Linked DNA regions of Anser cygnoides: region 1 is linked to region 2. A link is a contact called in public Hi-C data. All regions are on one chromosome and are shown on one strand. The core of a region is the stretch at or near the end of the contact, and the rest is flanking DNA. Distances in the headings are between cores, read along the strand shown. Region 1 has its middle 140 kb from the start of COL4A2. Region 2 holds the start of IRS2 (insulin receptor substrate 2).

The links. Hi-C and Micro-C count contacts between places; a contact is called where the count stands out from the background.
Region 1: a contact with region 2 is called in a Hi-C map of liver, with 2.5 times the contacts expected there. The contact joins the enhancer-like site here to the promoter of IRS2 in region 2. A contact is called at or near these places in 3 of 7 Hi-C or Micro-C datasets (granulosa cells and liver).

Annotation. Positions count from the first base shown.
Region 1 is chr1:149,372,504-149,375,975 of Taihu_goose_T2T_genome, reverse strand. No RefSeq gene overlaps it. Among named protein-coding and RNA genes, the nearest start is that of COL4A2, 140 kb to the left of the region's middle. Within about 2 kb of position 1,630, at least 1 of the 3 cell types and tissues checked has open chromatin away from gene starts, as enhancers often do.
Region 2 is chr1:149,233,483-149,236,719 of Taihu_goose_T2T_genome, reverse strand. It overlaps IRS2 (insulin receptor substrate 2), which reads left to right and starts at 1,558. Exons shown (of 3, transcript XR_010827027.1): 1 at 1,558-3,237. It overlaps LOC106044456 (a long non-coding RNA gene), which reads right to left and starts at 1,229. Exons shown (of 3, transcript XR_010827033.1): 1 at 326-1,229.

The DNA.
Region 1 (3,472 bases), core at 381-2,880, 140 kb before region 2:
CCTTGTGGGCATTGTGGCTGGCAGTGGAAGGTGCTCCCCTCTTCCTATCTCTTGTAAATAATTATAGCAACTTTTTTTTTTTTCCAGCCTAATTTTGGAACTGAACCTGCCTGTGAGATATGATCAAAGTAGCAACCAAATCACAGGGACTTGAAACGCAATCCCATGTCAAGATTTTTTTCTGTGTACCACTTTCAAAAATGTTTCTGGGAATTCCCCCACTCTGTGCAATGCTCAGGCACTGATTCCAGGCAAGTCTAAGTATTGTTTTATACTCACGTGGAGATTTACCTCCTATTACCATAGCATGGAAAATGTGCCGCAGCAGCGTCTGCATGACTTTGGGACCCAGGACACTGGCAGGTAAGAAGGTTCGTACCCGATGGAAGTGAATGCTGGCACCTGGTAGCCCAACAGAGTCATCTAGGGATGATAGCACTGCTTCCTCTCTTTGCCAGAGAGACTACAGCTTTTTCACAGATTTTCTGGCCACCTTTGATCAGCAATTGGGAACTGTCAATTGTATCTGATCAAAAGCTGTTTGTAATACCATCCGGGCTTTTTAGTATTGTCCCTGAACTAAGAAAAGGAGTTAGCCCAAGGCAGTGAAAGATACACCCTATCTTATTCTCAGCCCTGCCTTTGCTAATACAAAACACATAGAAAAGAAAAGAAGTGCTGGCATTCCAATGAAAAGAAACTGCAGCCCTCTTCCTCTCTTCAAAGACAAATCTCACTTCAGGGAAAGGTGGTGAACTCTCTCAAATGGGAGGGAAGGAAACCCGAAATAAAAATTTGAGAAAATTCTCTCTAGCTGATGTATTCACGTTGTAACAAGAGTTACTCAGAATAAGAAAGGCAATTATAGCATTTCAGGTATTGCCTACAGTTATGAGCTAAAAATGGGGATTTCTTAACAGGACAGATACAGAATTTATGAAGCTCAAATTGAAGAAAAATACAGGAATCAAATTGGCTGAGTAGTCTCTGTGTAACCACAAGCTTATACATTTGAAATAAAAGTCGTATGCTGATTCCAAAGATTACTGTGATTGCCGGTGGTGCAAACCAGAAGCACTGCATTTCCTACAGGAAGACACCGTGACCTGAGGGTCACAGATCTGAGTAACTGTAGAGAGAATAATTGAGATTCTGCTCAGATGAGGTGCTTCAAAGCATCTGTAGGATTCCAGTTACAGCCACTCACCTTTTCAGAAAAATGGCCTAAAAAAAATGGAGTAGGTCCTATTAGTCAGAGCCCGAGAATCTGAAAACAGCATTTGTGAAGAGGATCTGGAAGCTTTGGCCAAGTGCTTGATTCACTGATACAAAAAATCTGAGCTCTTCTAAGTAGCTTTAGTACCAACACTTTTTTTTTTTTGTCCTGATTTGTTGTAAACAATCTAGCCAACACATGTAAAATAATAACTACTAGCAAGTAGATTTTTGTTCAGAAACACACAGTAGAGTGGAATTTCTTTAACTTCTCTTCTTCCAAGCAAATTGCAGGGGATCACAGAGCGAGGGAGAGAGATTTTGTAGTTGTTTGTTTGCTTTTGCAAGGCACAGAACATGACCCCTCAGGAATGTGTAGGAGAGGAAATGAAAAGCAGACGTGGGAAGCTGAAAAAGCAGCACTTCTCCTCTATCATTAAGTGTATAATAAGGCAGATTACATCAGTTGTTGGCCTAGTCTCCCTGGTGAACAGGTGTCATAGATACAGTACTGCCTAATCAAATATTAACTCATCATGTGGCAGCAAGTGCTAAGAGAAGGCACATGTAAGATCATCTACCTCCTTTTGCATGCCGCCAACTCTTCCGGGGGACACTAGGGTTCCGTAAAGGACATTCCCGTCGTGTTTATGGAGCAAATCTAATTTTATACGGTTGCATAGACTTGTGACAACAAATTTTGTTTTCTACTTCCTATAAGAAACTGCACTGGATACTAACATATGAAGAGCCACAAACACAGACAACTGGTTTGTTTATGTACACAGTTCTAAAATAAACCCATAGGAGTTTAGAAGTAACTATCTTCAACCATCACTTAGAATAAACTGATATACAAGATTTTTGATTCGTTGTTTAAAATAGCAAATAAATACCAGTGCTCCCATTTTACAAGCAAGAAAAAAAAAAAAAGAAAGAAAAAAAAAAAAGGGAAATGAAATAACATGCAGTAAGTAAGAAAAAAGGTCAGTCTTTTAACTTCTGGGCCAGGTCTGTTCCTGCTGGATCATGCTCTGCCCCAAACTGTCTGGCACTGCTGGATAGTGACCAAAAAAGAAAGAAAAAAAATGTTTATTTTTTTATGTTCCATTGCATATGTTAGACTTTTTACTTTATACAACCTTACACAGAATCCAAAGAATTGCAGTAGTTGCAGCTGGATCACATATATCAGTATCGTACATAGGATGCCAAGTAACTTGAGAGAGTCCCTTTCTGTCTTCTCAGTCACTTTCCTGGAAGACAGGAAAATCACTGAAGTATGGTATTCAAAGTAAAGTCTCCAAAGCAAAGTAATGATAGATGAAATGAAGCATGTATACTAAAGACAGCATATTACTTGCTCTTTCTTTGGGCTCCAGGAAATGCCTGTATTGAAGGAGAAGCAATGAGTAGAAGAGGATGCTTTGGATGAGCAAGTATCCTGGTGTATGGACTGTTACAAGTGGCCTCTTTGATCCATCCTAGCTCTTCTTTTTCTGAGATGAGAAGTGCAGAACTTGCCCACACATTTTCAAGGAAGGGGCTAAAAAATCTTCCTGTTTAATAGAGAAGGGACTTAGCGCATTGGGTGTAAATTGACCATAAAAAATTAATCCTGGAGAATCCTTTATAACTATCAAAGGAGCTAGATTTGGAGCTGTTTTTTGTTTTGTTTTGGTTCAGTTTCAGTAAAAATGTAGGTGCAAAAGTATGCTAAGGCCTGGCAAATTTGCACGGCTACCTGATGGGATTGCCTGGGCTGGTAGGACTGAAAAACTAAGGCACTGTACAAGCTGTGTTAGCACTTACTGAAAAGAAATGCACATCTGCTGGCCATATCCTGTTGTCAGATAGTGTCTTTCCATGTTCTAGTGGGATTCTTCTTATGGATAATACATACATATATATATATATATAATCAACAATTGTTTTATGTAGATTTTACATCCGAGAGCTATTACCCTATCGTCTGTACTACTTGTCCAAAACATTATTAAAATTCAGATGACGGAAGAATCTGATGTATGAGTTCCTGTTCTATAGTTTTTATGTGCTCAATGGAGGTGGGAGGTGTGCCAAGAGCTGGACAGATCTAGGTGGAAATTTTAGCTCTGACTCAGCTCCACCTTGAACTGAGATACAGGTGCAGGCTGTTCCCTCTCCACCCCGCTTCCTTTTGGAAAGAAGCCCAGAGGCGTAGGAAAGGGCTCCAGCAGGTTCGTGATCTGGACAGTCAGTGAGGTAGGACTGGCAG
Region 2 (3,237 bases), core at 309-2,808:
TAAATACCATTTAGAGAAATGAATATTCATCTTCTTTAGCATGTCAGATGTAAGAATGCGTGCGTAAGGTCACCGCGTGTATTTCATAAACGTCTGGAAAAATCTTTCCAAATTTGCAAGGGGTTTCCAGACAAATGACTCCTGACAGTGTTTACGGGCCCAGATTGCTCGGAGCGGCAAGAAATGGTTCACCTAACTCCCCTGAAGCCTGCAGCTGACAGCCTGTCGGTAGCACAGCCACTACGCCTGCTTTTCCATACGAAACCTTCCGCGTTGAGGTCTGCTGTGCCATCACGACGCGTCATCTAAATTTACAATTCCCTACCTCTTCCATGCATTTTCCAGACACAGGAGCCGGCGCCCGTTGCCAGGACAGCAAACAGGGTCAGGACGGCTTGCTTTCGGCTGGGGCGCGGGGAGGCGGCGAGGACCTTGCCCAGGGTGACCCGGTGAATCAGCAGCGCACGGCGGGCGCCCTGGGGAGAGAGGTCAGGGCCTCACACCTCCACCGCCTGCCTTTCTCCCCCTGCTTCCCCTTCCCCAAGAAACAACCCAAACCCCGCCACCTCCCAGCCAAGACCCAGCGTCTCCCGGTGAGGCGGCGGGAGAGGCCCTCCTTCAGCAGCCGCTTCATGGCAGCCTCCCAGCATGACGAACCACCACGGTGGTCTTCCCCAGCCTCTCCCCCTCCTTCCCTCAGCTGCTCATTTCCAAAGGAGGCTGCGGGCGGCCCCGCATCGCTTTCTCTCCCCCTCCATCCCCTTTATTCTTTCTTTTTTTTTTATATTTGCGCGACCGCAGCCTCACTTTTCTCCCCCCTGGGGTGCGTACAAGAGGCAGGGGCACCCCCACCCGGGGAACGGGGGTGCTCGGCGTGAGCCCCGCGGCGTAAAAACGGATTTATCGCATTAAACAGTCCCCGCTCCAGGCGGCGTTTCCCCGCCGCACGCAGATAACGGCGGAGGAGGGAAGGAGAAACTGGGGGGGGGGTGGGGGGGCGTGAGGTGGGCGCCGCTCTGCGTGCGTGCGTGGGGAGGGCTGACGCACACACACGCGTGTGAGTGTGTGAGCGCGTGCGGAGCCAGGAGGAGGGGCGGTGGGCACACGCACACGCCCGGAAGCTCGGCTCCGGGGGCCCGCGGCGGGCGGGGCGCCGCCACCTGACGGCAGCCCCCCGGGACGGCGAAGGGGTGCGGAGGGGCGGCCGGCGAGCCCACGGGCACCGTGCCCCTCGCCCCGCCGCCGCCGCCGGCTCCTCCGCCGCGCTCCCCGCGTCCCGCCAACGGTCGCAACGGTCCCTGAGGCGGGCACGCTCCGGGGGCGGGGCGCGGCCGGGTCCCGCCGCCGCGGGCGGCGCCTGAGGGGAGCCGGGGGCCGTGGGCGGGAAGGGGCCCGCCGCCGGGGGCGGGGGGAGGCGAGGCGCCGGGCGGCCAATGGCAGCGCGCCGCCTCTCCGCTTAGCGCCCGCCCCGCCGCGCGATTGGCCGCGGCGGCCGCCGCTCGCGCGGCGCGGCGGCCAATGCGGGGCGGCGGCGGCGGCGGCGGGGTCCCGCCCCGTCTCGGTGTGTGAGCGCCTCGGTAACTCGGCGGTCACGTGTTGTTTTGCTCTTTAGTTGGGGCACTCGGTGCGCGATGCGTTACTCACTGCCACGCTCCCGCCGGCGCAGGCAGCAGCGGCAGCGCGAGCAGCACCGGCAGCAGCCCGGCGCGGTGGGAAGCGCTCGCAGCGGCAGCGGCAGCAGCAGGAGCAGGAGGAGCGCCGCCGCCGGCAGCCCAGCCGGGGAAGCCGGGGCAGCACCAGCCGCCGCTGCCGCCTCCTAGCGCGGTGTCCCCGCTGCGGGCGCCCATCCCGGCCCGGCGCGGGCAGCGAGCCGCCTCGGGGCCGGGGATGGCGAGCCCCGCCGTGCTGGGTCCGCCGGGCTCCCCGCCCGGCCCCAACCTGAACAACAACAACAACAACAACCAGGGCGTGAGGAAGTGCGGCTACCTGCGCAAGCAGAAGCACGGCCACAAGCGCTTCTTCGTGCTGCGGGGCCCGGGCGGCGGGGAGGAGGCGGGGGGCGCCCGGCTGGAGTACTACGAGAGCGAGAAGAAATGGAGGAACAAGTCCGGGGCGCCCAAGCGGGTGATCGCCCTGGACTCGTGCCTCAACATCAACAAGCGCGCCGACGCCAAGCACAAGTACCTCATCGCCCTCTACACCAAGGACGAGTACTTCGCCGTGGCGGCCGAGAACGAGCAGGAGCAGGAGGGCTGGTACCGGGCGCTCACCGACCTGCTCAACGAGGGCAAGGCGGCCGGGCAGGGCTCGCCGCGCCGCCACCTCCCGTCGCCCTTCGCCGCCTCCTGCAGCGCCGCCGCCGCCTCCTCCCTGGCGGCCGCCGGCGAGGAGCTCAACTACGGGCTGGTCACGCCGGCCGCCGCCGCCTACCGGGAGGTCTGGCAGGTGACGCTGAAGCCCAAGGGCTTGGGGCAGAGCAAGAACCTCACCGGCGTGCACCGGCTGTGCCTCTCGGCCCGCACCATCGGCTTCGTGCGCCTCAACTGCGAGCTGCCGTCGGTCACGCTGCAGCTGATGAACATCCGCCGCTGCGGCCACTCGGACAGCTTCTTCTTCATCGAGGTGGGGCGCTCGGCCGCCACCGGGCCCGGCGAGCTGTGGATGCAGGCGGACGACTCGGTGGTGGCGCAGAACATCCACGAGACCATCCTGGAGGCCATGAAGGCGCTCAAGGAGCTGTCCGAGTTCCGGCCCCGCAGCAAGAGCCAGTCCTCGTCCTCCTCCTCCTCCGGCGGGGCGGGCGGCGGCGGCGGGGCCGGCGGCTCCTCGGCCACCCACCCCATCACGGTGCCCGGCCGCCGGCACCACCACCTGGTCAACCTGCCCCCCAGCCAGACGGGGCTGCTGCGCCGCTCCCGCACCGACAGCCTGGCCGCCGGCCCCAAGTGCGCGCCGTGCCGGGTGCGGACGGCCAGCGAGGGCGACGGCTGCCGGGTGGGCTCCGCCGCCGGCAGCCCCATGAGCCCCGGCCCCGTGCGGACCCCGCTCAGCCGCTCGCACACGCTGAGCGGCGGCGGCGGAGCCCGGCCGGCGGGGAAGCTGCTGCCGGTGCTGGCCGGGGGCGGGCTGCAGGGCAGCCGCTCCATGTCCATGCCCGCCTCGCACTCGCCCCCCTCCGCCACCAGCCCCGTCAGCCTGTCCTCCAGCAGCGGGCTGGGCTCCGAGCCGCCGCACCCG